2 separate regions of the Mus musculus genome follow, and region 1 is linked to region 2. A link is a contact called in public HiChIP or PLAC-seq data. All regions are on one chromosome and are shown on one strand. Each heading gives the region's core, a stretch centred on a gene start, on an enhancer-like site or on the middle of the called end of the contact. The rest is flanking DNA. Distances are from core to core; before and after follow the strand shown.

What was found. HiChIP or PLAC-seq counts read pairs in DNA pulled down with a chosen protein or histone mark.
Region 1: a contact with region 2 is called in an HNF4G HiChIP or PLAC-seq map of pancreatic cancer cells. The contact joins two enhancer-like sites. A contact is called at or near these places in 14 of 39 promoter capture datasets (the 3T3-L1 cell line, the C10 cell line, the HPC-7 cell line and 9 more), 11 of 484 Hi-C or Micro-C datasets (the AML12 cell line, adipose-derived mesenchymal stem cells, bone marrow-derived macrophages and 7 more), 19 of 115 datasets of contacts at active chromatin or transcription factors (the HPC-7 cell line, VIP interneurons, bone marrow-derived macrophages and 14 more) and 2 of 9 other capture datasets (bone marrow-derived macrophages and embryonic stem cells).

Annotation. Positions count from the first base shown.
Region 1 is chr2:167,864,394-167,870,381 of GRCm38.p6, reverse strand. It overlaps Gm32845 (a long non-coding RNA gene), which reads right to left. Exons shown (of 8, transcript XR_375289.3): 8 at 2,401-3,497. The region is part of intron 1 of Gm33033 (a long non-coding RNA gene); the gene reads left to right. Among named protein-coding and RNA genes, the nearest start is that of Gm32928, 5.7 kb to the left of the region's middle. Within about 2 kb of position 3,416, at least 68 of the 459 cell types and tissues checked have an H3K27ac peak or open chromatin away from gene starts, as enhancers often do. A contact at or near this core is called in pancreatic cancer cells, where this site is marked.
Region 2 is chr2:167,706,192-167,712,071 of GRCm38.p6, reverse strand. No RefSeq gene overlaps it. Among named protein-coding and RNA genes, the nearest start is that of Gm38464, 16 kb to the left of the region's middle. Within about 2 kb of position 3,476, at least 32 of the 459 cell types and tissues checked have an H3K27ac peak or open chromatin away from gene starts, as enhancers often do. A contact at or near this core is called in pancreatic cancer cells, where this site is marked.

The sequences.
Region 1 (5,988 bases), core at 2,167-4,666, 160 kb before region 2:
TTGTAGCCTCTGTTCAGATTCGTGCATCGATTTTTCAAAGGTTAAACAAACAAAACCACACGCCTGTGCTCACATGTGTACACACACACACACACACACACACACACACACACACACACACATAATTTTAAAAGTGACACATGTGCAGAAAGTAGATGTCTTGTGCCTGTTGGGAACTGGGACACCCTTGTCGAACTGCTGTGGGTCCTGGACAGAAAGGTCGGGACACCCCAGGCTCTCACTCCTCCTATTCCCACCTGTCCCCACTGTCAGCCCCATCCACTCAGCTGCCTTTCCTGTCCAGTTTCTAAAGCCACCTATGGCTCTGACCCCAGGTGTCATGGAAGGCCACAGACAGTGCCTCTTGAGGTGGGAGCTCTTCAGTTCCCCGTCTCCTCCTAGCCAGAGCAGCCATTTCTCCTGCTCCTTTGTGGTTCCTGCTCAGACCTGGCTGTTCCCCAGACCCTCCATTCTCCAGCCCTCATTATCAGCTGACTTCTAGGATGTAGTGCCTCCCCCCCGTCCCTCACGGCCCTGGGGGCAACACCAGCAGCCACTGCCTCTCAGCCCCTGTGCGACTGTGGCAAGGTCTCGGTTGCACTTAAGAAGGGGCTAGGAACCAGAGTTGGAAGCAGAGCTGGGCTTCTCTGGGGAGTCAGGAGGACCTCAGGCTCCTTGGTGCTGCGCTGCCCCTGACTCCAGCTTCTGGGAGTAATAGAGCAGGAGGAAGCGGTCCCCGAGGAGGTGTTGGTCACAGACACTTGCATGGGACAGGCAGGGCCAGACAACTGGAAAGGCTGCATGGGGGAGGGGACAGTGTCCCCAGGGATCATCCCAGAGAGTTGGGATGGAGAGGTGTGTGCTGAGGTCTAGAGGCTGGAGAAGGGGTTGGGTGGACAGAGGGGTTGACACGTGTTGATCCTTTACACAGAGCCCACTAGAGCCTTGTGCCTGCCAGGCTCTGGGCAAAGGAGAAAGAGGTTATAGGGGTAGGGAATATTCATGTGAGTGACATGGCCTAGCCCAGCTCCTTGCTTCCGGGAGACTACCACTCTGCCTGCGTGGAAGGTGACCTCAGCATGGAGGGTGACCAACAGGATCACAGGACAGGGAAATTTGATTTTGGAGAGCCAGGCCCAGGCTGGTCCCAAGCTCACAACCCTTCTACCTCGGCCTCCAAGGCGTTGAGTTGATACACCTGGCTCCTTCATACCTGTCTTGTATGCAGTTCAAGGAATTATTCATTTTTGTGTGTGTTTGTGTGCATGTGCACACATGTGCGTGCATGTATATATGCACACATGCATGCAATGCTTATGCTGTGTGTGTACACGCATGCATGTGTATATGTACGTGTATGTGCATTTGTGTGTTGAATGTGTATCTCCACACAGCATTTACCTCGGTTCTTGGGGAGCCAGCTGTGTGCAGTTCCAGTCGGCAGAGATATGCTGATGCTTGTCAGTCTTTGGGCATCAACATCTGTTCCCTCTCTGCTTGGCAACTGTCCTACCCTCTAGCTGGGGCTCCATGGGACAGCAAGCTGCCTGTGAGCCCAGCACACAGTAGGTCCAAAATGAGTGAGGAGCGCCTGGGGTCAGACTGGCTTGCCCCCCTTCACCCCCTGCTGCATCCTCTCGAAACCCCTCTGGTACTGGCACGCGAGGTCCCTCGTCTCCCATCTCTTCTTCCCATCTCTCTCCATCTCTTCTCATACGTCAGCTGCAGCATAACCTCCTCAGGGAAGGCTTCCCTGAGTACCAAGGCACAGCTGGGTCCCAGCAAGGCGTCCTAATCAGCCCCTAGTCTTTCCTACTGCTTAGACATGTCATGGACTTTCCAACACGCCCATAGAAGCCGGGATTGCTCTAGGTTTTGTTCAGGGTTCGAAAGTAATAGCTCATCCCCCTACCCTAGCTCTTAGCCCAAGATCGTTCAGCAGCACGTTGGCTTCCTACTGATTTGTGCTATTCAATGCACACAGGGGAAGGACAGTGAGGGAATGCCCAGCCGGGGATGGGCAACAGGCACCCAGGGAGATGTCTGAACACACAGGGCCCTGGGTAGCAGATTGGAGGAGGAAACACAAAGCCCTGGGGAAGCTGTGAGTGGGGTCTGGAGCTCAGGAGACAGCTCATATAAGGGGGGTGGCTCTTGTCCTGTGGTCCCGGGACCCTTTTGAAAGGTGAATGATTCCTTCACAAGGGCCATCTAAGACCATCAAAAAAATACAGGTATTTGCTTTATGATTCATACCAGTAGCAAAATTACAGTTATGAAGTAGCAACAAGAATAATGTTATGGTGGGGGGTCACCACCACATGAGGAACTGTGTTAAAGGGTCGCGGCATTAGGAAGGTTGAGAACCGCTGATGTAGATTCTTGAGAACAGAGGGCAGGGCGGTGTAGAGGCTTCAACACAGGGCCCAGTGTCTCCCTGAAGTCTGGTGTTGTCCAACTTCTGAGTCCTGGGCATTTGGGGATGGGGTGGGGACAGCCACATCTATCTGACCTACAAAATCCTGGGTCTCAACCTGGGACTGAGGCTGTCACCAGAAAGTTAAGGATGGGGACACGAGGCTAATGGGGGAAGGCAGCCCTCGCAGGGCCATTCTAGAGCTGGCACTGCCCAGTGGCCACTGAATCCCACAGAGAGTTCCTGGTCCCCGTACACAACACAAAACAACCTCCAAGACATTCTCACCAGGCAGCAGGGACTGGATGGGACAGACCCAGGCTCCATCAAACCCCTAGGTATTACCGAACTTGGGGCTCACAACCTTTGCCTCAACTTAGGTTCAGCCACCGGTCTCAGCCAGTTTTAAAGTAGAAAATAGAAAAAGAGCCTTATTCAGTGTGGTCATATCGGGAAGAGGGACAGAGAGATGTAGTGAGCTCCTGCCCAGCTCATTAATGTGAGGAAGATGGCTGTTGAAGGCACAGATGCTCAGTCACTTCCTGTGTGTCTTGTGTGGCCCTCAGAGCAAAGAGACAGATGTGCTGGTGACTGACGGCCATGAGGTGCTGGCACAGGGCTGGTGGGTGGAGGGATAGAGCAGCCACGGCTGCGGGCATAACCATCCCTGGGTAAACAAACAATTTTCCCTCAAGAAGAGGACCCAGAGAGAAAGAGCACTTTAGTGTGGCCAGCATACCCTCTTGCATTTTTTAATCGACTCCCAGAACTCCCCAGCCAGGAAGCTTTTGTTACACTTTCTTGGGAATATGTGAGGCTGGGATGGAAGATTCTGGAAATTTGCCCCACTGACCCAGGAATCTTGGGGCTTGCCACATCCTGGGAACTTGGGCAGAAGAGGTGAAGGCATTTCTCTAGGAAGCAGTCTGCAGTGGTCAGCACTCCGTTATCAGCCGGCCCTCTCCACAGCTTGGCGTGGGTCCCGCATTCCAGGAGCAAAAGGCCTGTCTGGCTTCCAGCTGGAACCGCCTGGGGGCGGATGGTACTGTGCAATGCACCCACCACATGGAAACGGGCCTGGCTGGGGGACAGACAGAGTATGACATCCTGGAAGTGTGTCCTATACCACCTTGGGATGGGCGGATGTGGCTGTTTACTTCAGAGATGGGCAAGGTAGGCGGTCCCCAGATGGAAACGTGGCTGAGGGGACAGAGGGCAAGTAAAAGACTTCCTAGCATGGGTGGGGGGGTCACACTTCTCCTAGAGCCCAGCAGACTCCCTGCCTCCCTAGGGTCACAGACACTGCCAGACACAACCCTGTTGGCAGGCTGGGCCCGATCTTTCTCCGCTGTTCTGGGCACAGGAAGAGGCATATTTGTCCTGGTGTCCTTTCCTAAATAGGGCCGTCAGTGAACACTCCATCACTACCAAGTGTCCCCCAGGGAGGCAGTGTCATCCTGGATGGCCCATGACATTGGGCCCAGGGTGGATTTGCTTTAATATTTTGCAATGGTCAGATGTGGATGTGCCATTCCCCACCATGGTTGCTGGGAGACAGTCAAATTTCTGTATCTGGCACAAGCCCACAGCCAGGTTCTCTGATTCCTAGACAGGAGGCAAGGGATGGGGTGCAAGTTCATGCGTGGACACCAATACCCTTGATGTAAACTCACTTCCCAGGTGGAAGTCCTGGCCCTGGGGTGTCTGCTGGCTAGGGACTGACTCCCAGACAGTGCCTCAGTGGGTGTCTGTGAAATGGGAGGAGCCACTGCAGGTGTGTCCAGGCTGGACTCTCACACTAGATTCTAACACTACATTCTTATGATGCCTAAGGCAAAAATGAAGATTGGGGACAGTACTGCCTGGCCCTTAAGAGACATGGTCTTCTCAGAGTATGAATCCCAGAAGGGCTTCTTGTGGTCTCACTGGCTAGAGCCAGGTCGCAGGAGATGACTGGCAAGCTCTTCCCTTCATCAGACACACAGCTCCAGGCTCTGCCCAGAGCTCCCCAAGTCTGCCACTTGTCACTATCTAAGATGGACATCTAAGTGTGAAGCCCAGAGAAGACTGTTCGCTAGCCCTGGTGATGCAGCTGGTATGGAAGACCTGGACTCCAGGGCTGGTTCCTGAGGGATTTGCACGCAGCACCCCTAGATGAGTTGCTGAGCATAGACTTACACGCTCTAGTGTGTCTCTGTCTATGCAGGACCAGATCCCCAGAGAAAACAGGCTGAGTCAGTCACAAGCATTGTTTGGGCACATAGACAAAGAAGTCATTTCTTGTTAATCTGTAAGTCAAATCCAGCTGTATCCTGTCTCCTTCTTCTTCTCCTCCCCTGCTTGGCTCTCCCCTCCTTTCTAGTTCTCTCTCTCTCTCTCTCTCTCTCTCTCTCTCTCTCTCTCTCTTTCTCTCCTTACCTTTACTAGTGGCTGTACCTTGGGCCTTGTGACTGCTAGACAAGCCCTCTACAACCAAAGTGTCCCCCCTCCCAGGACCTAGCTTCCCAGCTTCATCCTGGCCAGAGTGTCCTCCCAGACCTCCTACCCCTGATGCTCCCACCCCATTATCTACCACATGAGGGTTCTTTTGTCCCCCCTTTTAAGATTGGGTCTCGTTAGTTGACCAGGCTAGCCTTTAACTTCTGATCCTCTCTCAGTCTCTGTAGCAGCTGGCTCTGTATCCTATAATGTCCTATAATGTTGACAGCTCCACAGGTGTTCAGACGCAGGACCTCTAGTGTGACATGAGGTTCAGCCCACTGGGTGACAATCAGCAAGGACTATGAGGAAAGAGGGAAAGGGAATTGTCTTGTTTTTCATGGATTATTCTGTGTGTGCATGTGTGTGTGTGTGTGTGTGTGTGTGTGTGTGTGTGTGTGTGTTCGCAGGGGCATGTGTGTGCACGTGTATGTGCATGTGGAGGTCAAAGGTCCACATGTGGGTGTGTTCCTCTATCTTTCTCCACCTTAGTTTTTGAGATAGCGACTCTCACTAAACCCACTTGGCTATGGGTTGGCCTGCCAGGGAGCTCTGGGGATTTGTCTGTGTCCAGTCAGGTTTCTATGGCGGCGATAAACACCATAAGCAAGAGCAACTTGAGGAGGAAAGGGTTTGTTTCAGCGCTCAGATCATAGTCCATCCCTGCGGGAACTCAGGCCAGGAACCTGGAGGCAGGAACTGAGCAGAGGCCATGGAGGAGCGCCTCTTACTGGCCTGCTCCCCATAGCTTGCTCAGTTTGCCTTTTTATCCAACCCAGACCCACCTGCCCAGGGGTGGTGCCACCCACAGTGGGCTGGACCCTCCCACATCAATCACTAATTAAAAAGAAAAAAAAAGCCCCCACAGACTTGCCTGCAGGCCAATCATATGGAGGCATTTTCTCAGTTAAGCCAGCTGGGAAATAAGAATTCAGAACACCCGTGGGGTGCTCAAGTATTCAAAACAAAGCTCTCGGGGACACTTCCGATCCAACCCTTAATGGCCTGGCACCGGGCCCCGTGTTTAAACGGAAGTAGAAATGGAGTTTCTATGGGAAATACTTTAATCTGTGACGGTGGCTGAGATGGACCGG
Region 2 (5,880 bases), core at 2,227-4,726:
CCCCTTCCTTCTCCCTCTGACTTAGCTGACCACCAGCACAGCTCCTTATTGTTCTTGTGGTGTCCCTGCAGGCCTGTCACTGACCTCCTGGACAAGGTGTTCTCTGCTGGCCCTCTCAGGGAGAAGAGGCCAAAAATAAAGAAACAAAGCAAGCCAGGATAGGGAAAGGGAGAGAGGGGTTGGGTGGGGGCACAGGTGGCACAGACGCCATGACCAAGGCAACACTTTTTTTTGTTGGCTGTTTTGTTTTGTTTTGTTTTGTTTTTCGAGACAGGGTTTCTCTGTGTAGCCCTGGCTGTCCTGGAACTCAGTAGACCAGGCTGACCTCAAACTCAGAAATTCGCCTGCCTCTGCCTCGAAAGTGCTGGGATTAAAGGTGTGTGCCACCACGCACAGCCAAGGCAACAATTATAAGGACAGCATTTAATTGGGACCAAGCATATTCAAACCACCATAGGTGGGGCATGACAAAGAGACCTACAAAGTAGCCAGATGACCCTGAAGGAGGGTGACATCTGTCCTAGGTCCCATTCTCAAGCCATCTGTGCTGCAGTGTCTGGGCTGCCAGCAGCTCCTACCCCACCATGACTTCAGCCGGTGTCTGCGGAGTGCAGAATACTGCGCAAGGCTATGGGCTACCATGATCACGGCAGACCACAGTCCCTGGACTGAGAACCACCGGTGACATTCCCAGGAGGGACAGGGACATTAAACAGATAATACGGTGTATAAAAAATGGTGGCAATTAGCCGGGCATGGTGGTGCATGCCTTTAATCCCAGCACTTCAGAGGCAGAGGCAGGTGGCTCTCTGTGAGTTCGAGGCCAGCCTGGTCTACAGAGGGAGTTCCAGGACAGCCAGGGCTACACAGAGAGACCCTGTCTCGACACACACACCCCCAGTCCTCCTCCCAAAATATGGCATCGGAGAGACCTTGGTGGCTACTGCCCTGGAGTGGGTGGGAGAACAGTGGAGCTTGAATCCAGGGGGAGGGGCCAGGGAAGCCTGGTTGGCTTCAGGGTGACTTTAAAGACAACTCAGAACACGCAGGGTAAGGGCTGGATCCTGCCTGAACACCAGGCAAGCTGGAGCCACCATTACCCAAGGGTGACAGGTGGTGGAGGACCTGACATCCAGCCCATCACCTCCCACTCCCCAAAAGCCCCCTTCAGATCCATCTAGCCTCCTGGAGGGAGAAGGAGAAGCTGGCCCCACCCAAGCCTCCAGGCGGGAAAGGGGCAACGGACTGGCCACAGGATGGCACAATGCCTAATGATTTCCTTGCTTTATCAACAGTGGGGAGAGAGAAAGGGCTTTCGCAACCACCCCAGCGGGTGACCACAGCTAACAAGAGGCCTCAGGAACATCAGGACAGGTCACAAGTGTCTCTTTAAACGGTAGAGACTATGATTCTGAGCATCCATCCAGGATCGAGCTTTCATGGGAGACACCCAGCCTCAGCACCTCCAGTCTTCAGTTTGCCTTGAAGGCACATCAGGGAGAAGCAGGGAGGATCAGGGGTCAAGTTCATGCTCGGCTACCTAAAACCCTGTCTCAAAAACAAACAAATACTCATGGGCAAGCGGATGGATACTCAGCAAAAAGACAAATGCACAGGCAGCCCAGAGCTTGGCGGAGCAAGGACTTGGACCCAGACCACCCTGTCCCCAGCTTGCTCTCTTCCCAGGAGACCACAGATGTCTCTAAAGCCATTTCTGCCTCTATAACGTGGGAATGACAACAAAACTGGTGCCCCCTCCCCCTCCCAGGGCTGGCCCCACATCTGGGGAGCACACAGGCCCCAGTAGCTGTGGTTATTAAGTAGGGTGGCTCTTGTGGAACACAGAGCTGCAGTCTGTACCCTGGACACCCAGAGCTCCTCCCAGCAGTGGTGGAACACACACCCGATACTCTGCCCAGACAGGTCCCTCCCTCCCCAGCCTGCTATAACCTGAGCACCAGCCTCCTCCTTCTCTCCGAGGTCGTGGTCTGCACCCCCACCCCAACATTGCACAAGGATGAATACACGTCACAGATGTCATAGGACCCGTGGTCACTTCAGAGTGCAGTGTCTGAGGATAGTCCTGTGAAAGTGCCATTACTGGAGGTGCGGGGTTGGGGGACAGGTGACAGCATGGGATGCCTAGCTCACTAGGCCTTCTCACTAGGCCTTCTGCCTTGCTCCCCTCCAGGGCCCTTCTGTTCTCCATCCCTGGCACTCATTGGGGGTTTTTCGGTTTTTTTATTTTGTTTTTTTTTTCTTTTGCTTTGTTTTTAGTTTTGTTTTTTGGTGTTTTGTTTTGTTTTGTTTGTTTTGAGAACAGGGTTTCTCTGTGTAGCGCTGGCTGTCCTGGAACTAGCTCTATAGACCAGGCTAGCCTCAAACTTAACAAAGATCTGACTGCTTCTGCCTCACAAGTACTGGGATTAAGACATGGGACACTCCCTGGCTGCTTTCTTCAGTCTTAAGTGGGTATCTGAGCACCTTTCCCTGCCTTGGCCTTGACCGCATGTGGAAGAGATGGCAAGTGCTTCGGCAGCCATGGTGGCACCGTGAGGATCCAGGCTGGTGGTGGATGGGAGAACCAGTGACCTTGCTCCCAACCTCCAACTCATTCTGTTATGTCTTTATTCAGTCATTCAACAAACATTTATTGAGCATGTACTGTGCACCAAGCCTTGCAGTGTGCACTGGGAACACTCCAAGAAAGCAGTCAGCAGGATTCCTGCTTTGCATCCTGGGGTGTGGAACAATGTCAGCTAAGGAGTCTTTTGTGACAACGGTGGGTGGGGGATCCAGAGGCCTACAAGGACTAAACCAGGGAGCACCTAGAAAGTCTCCCCCTGGGGATGGGTCTGTTCAAGTTTACAGCAGCAGAGTCTAAGCCACGGGCTGTGCTGACAGAATGGGGCTCAGCTGCCACCAGGCTTCTGAGACCTCACGACCCAGGAGCTTGTCAGAGAGTGAACAGCTGGCCCTGACATCCTCCCTGCTCCCAGGTGACAGGGCTCCTGTCCTCAGAGGTCTTCTCTCACAGCCCCTAGAGGTGGGCCCAGGGGCCTAAGAAAGAGTCCGGTGGTCTGCTACTAGAGGGTCTCCCCATCAGCAAGGCAAGCTAGGGAAAGAGGAGGGAGAAAGCACGCCAAGTGGAGGAGGCAGCCTTGCAAACACCCTGAGGCTAGCAGGTGTCCCTGGAAGAACCCAGGCAGCCTCAGCTGGAGACAGGGGGCAAGTGTGGGGGGGAGGGGACAGGAAAGGTAGCCTGGGAAGGGGAGGGAGGAGGAGGAGGAGTCGCCCACTCGTGTCACGGCATCTACAGGTTGTAAGATTAATCTTTAAGGCAGTAGGAGCCACGGGAAGCTCTGGAGCACAGAAAGTTGTGATGCGGTTCTTGTTTCATCAGGCACACAGAGAATAGAAAGAGAGGGCTGGGAGCAAGGGAGTCGCTGGAGGCCAGAGGACTCATGGGTGATTCACTCAGAGCTGCACTAGTTGTGGCAGAGGTCGGGGTGGAGACGGGGTGAGCCGGGAACTCAGCATGGCTGGAGGCTCTGACTGCTGCGCGTGCGCCTGGGGAGCGGGCCCACTCCTCACGTCCCAGAGAGAGAAACTTTAGGACAGGCTCATGTAGCCCAGGCTGGCCTAGAACCTAGTGTGACCAAGGATGACCCTGAAGTCCCACCTCCGCCTGAGTACGGGGATTACAGGCGTGCACTACCACACCTGGTTTATGGAGCACTGAGGACCAAGCCCAGGGTTTGCCACATGCACGCTACCAAGTGAGCCACAGCCCCAGAAACTCTTGATACTTCACGGGATGTAAATGAAGGAGTCATGGTGGATCAGAAAGGGCTTAAGCCTCCTCACCCCTCACCCTCACCCTTCATCCCTCATCCCTCACCTTCATCCCTTACCCTCAGCCCTCATCTCTCACTCTCACCCTCCACCCTCTCCTTCAACTCTCACCTCCATTCCTCACCTTCATCCCTCACCCTCATCCCTCATCTTCATCTCTCACCCTCACCCCTCATCCCTCATCCCTCACCCTCACTCCTCACCTTCATCCCTCACCCTCACTCCTCACCCTCATCCCTCACCCTCATCCTTCATCTTCATCTCTCACCCTCACCCCTCACTCCTCATCCTCATCCCTCACCTTCATCCCTCATCCCTCACTCTCACTCCTCACCCTCATCCCTCACCCTCACTCCTCACCTTCATCTCTCACCCTCACCCCTCATCCCTCACCTTCATCCCTCACCCTCATCCCTCATCCCTCACCCTCACTCCTCACCTTCATCTCTCACCCTCACCCCACATCCCTCACCCCTCATCCCTCACCTTCATCCCTCACCCTCATCCCTCATCCCTCACCCTCACCCTCACCCCTCACCCTCACTCCTCACCCTCATCCCTCATCTTCATCTCTCACCCTCACCCCTCACTCCTCACCCTCATCCCTCACCTTCATCCCTCATCCCTCACTCTCACTCCTCACCCTCATCCCTCACCCTCACTCCTCACCTTCATCTCTCACCCTCACCCCTCATCCCTCACCTTCATCCCTCACCCTCACTCCTCACCCTCATCCCTCATCCCCACCTTCATCCCTCATCCTCACTCCTCACCCTCATCCCTCACCCTCACTCCTCACCCTCATCCCTCACCCTCACTCCTCACCCTCATCCTTCATCCCTCATCCTCACTCCTCACCCTCATCCCTCACCCCTCACTCCTAACCCCTCACCCCTAACCTCTCACTCCTGCTGCAGTGGGCCCTGGTCACTTTAACTCTCCAGCAATAGTCAGGCCTGGCAATAGACAACCCTAATCCCAGCTTCTCAGGAGGCTGAGGCAGGGGGGACAATCGAGCAGAAGCTGGGTCCCGTGAGACCCTGTCTTTAAAAGAGACTGAGAAAGTAAAGTAGGAGAGTAAAAGTAAAATTGGGGAAAAAAAGAGCCAACAGCCAGGCCTGATGGTATAGACCTGGGATCCCAGCCCAGGTGCAGGCAAAACCAAGAATTCAAGGTCATCCCTCGATATGTAGTGAGTTCAAGGTCAGCCTGGGCTAAACAAAACCAACAACACTCATAAGAGAGCAGAGGGCGCTGAGCTCGGGGAGGAGAGAGCCTGGACAGCCCGAGGAGTCTGAGGAGTGTGGGCCTCTCTGAGTCCTCGTGGGGACTTTGAGCTGAAGGATGCGCGGGCTGCACTCACAGGTGCAAAGGTCCTGTGGTGGGTCAGATTCAGAAGGTTCAGGAAATAGCAGGAGGTCAAGCCAGCTGCGGTGGTAAATCACAGGCAGGAGGATTGCCTTGAGTTCAAGGCCTGCTGGCCAGAAGTGATTACAAGGCCAACCATGGCAATGTGGAAAGACCCAGTCTCAGAAAAGGCAAAAGAGGAGGCCAGGAAGAAAGGCCAGAGCTGGAGGCCCAACTCAAGGCCCCGGGCAAAGGGGAGGTCAGTTTACAGCTTGGGAAGCCATGGGAGGCTTTAGGAAGGAGCTGAGAAGAGCTGTCAAGGGGGTGTGGGGGCTCTGGGACAAAGTGGTATGTCTGTCCTGACACACAAGGCCCTGGGAGTCCAAGACGTGATGGACCTATTCGCCTGCACCTGGACCTCCTAGAGAACATTCCAGACTGTGATTACCTCAGTGCTGAGGCCTTCCCAGTTGCCCTCTAACGAGGCCCCCTGGAGAGGCAGCCACAGCTCCAGGAGGACAAAAAGACAGGGAGTGGCTGGTGACTGGAGGGCCAGGCCCGTGCCACCTGGGTCCCCACATATGGACGCCTGTTCCATTCCCAGTGGGCATGTGGTACCTAGCCTGCCCTCACCCTACACAGCTCAGCTGCTGTCCCCCTAGCTAACTCTGCCTTTCT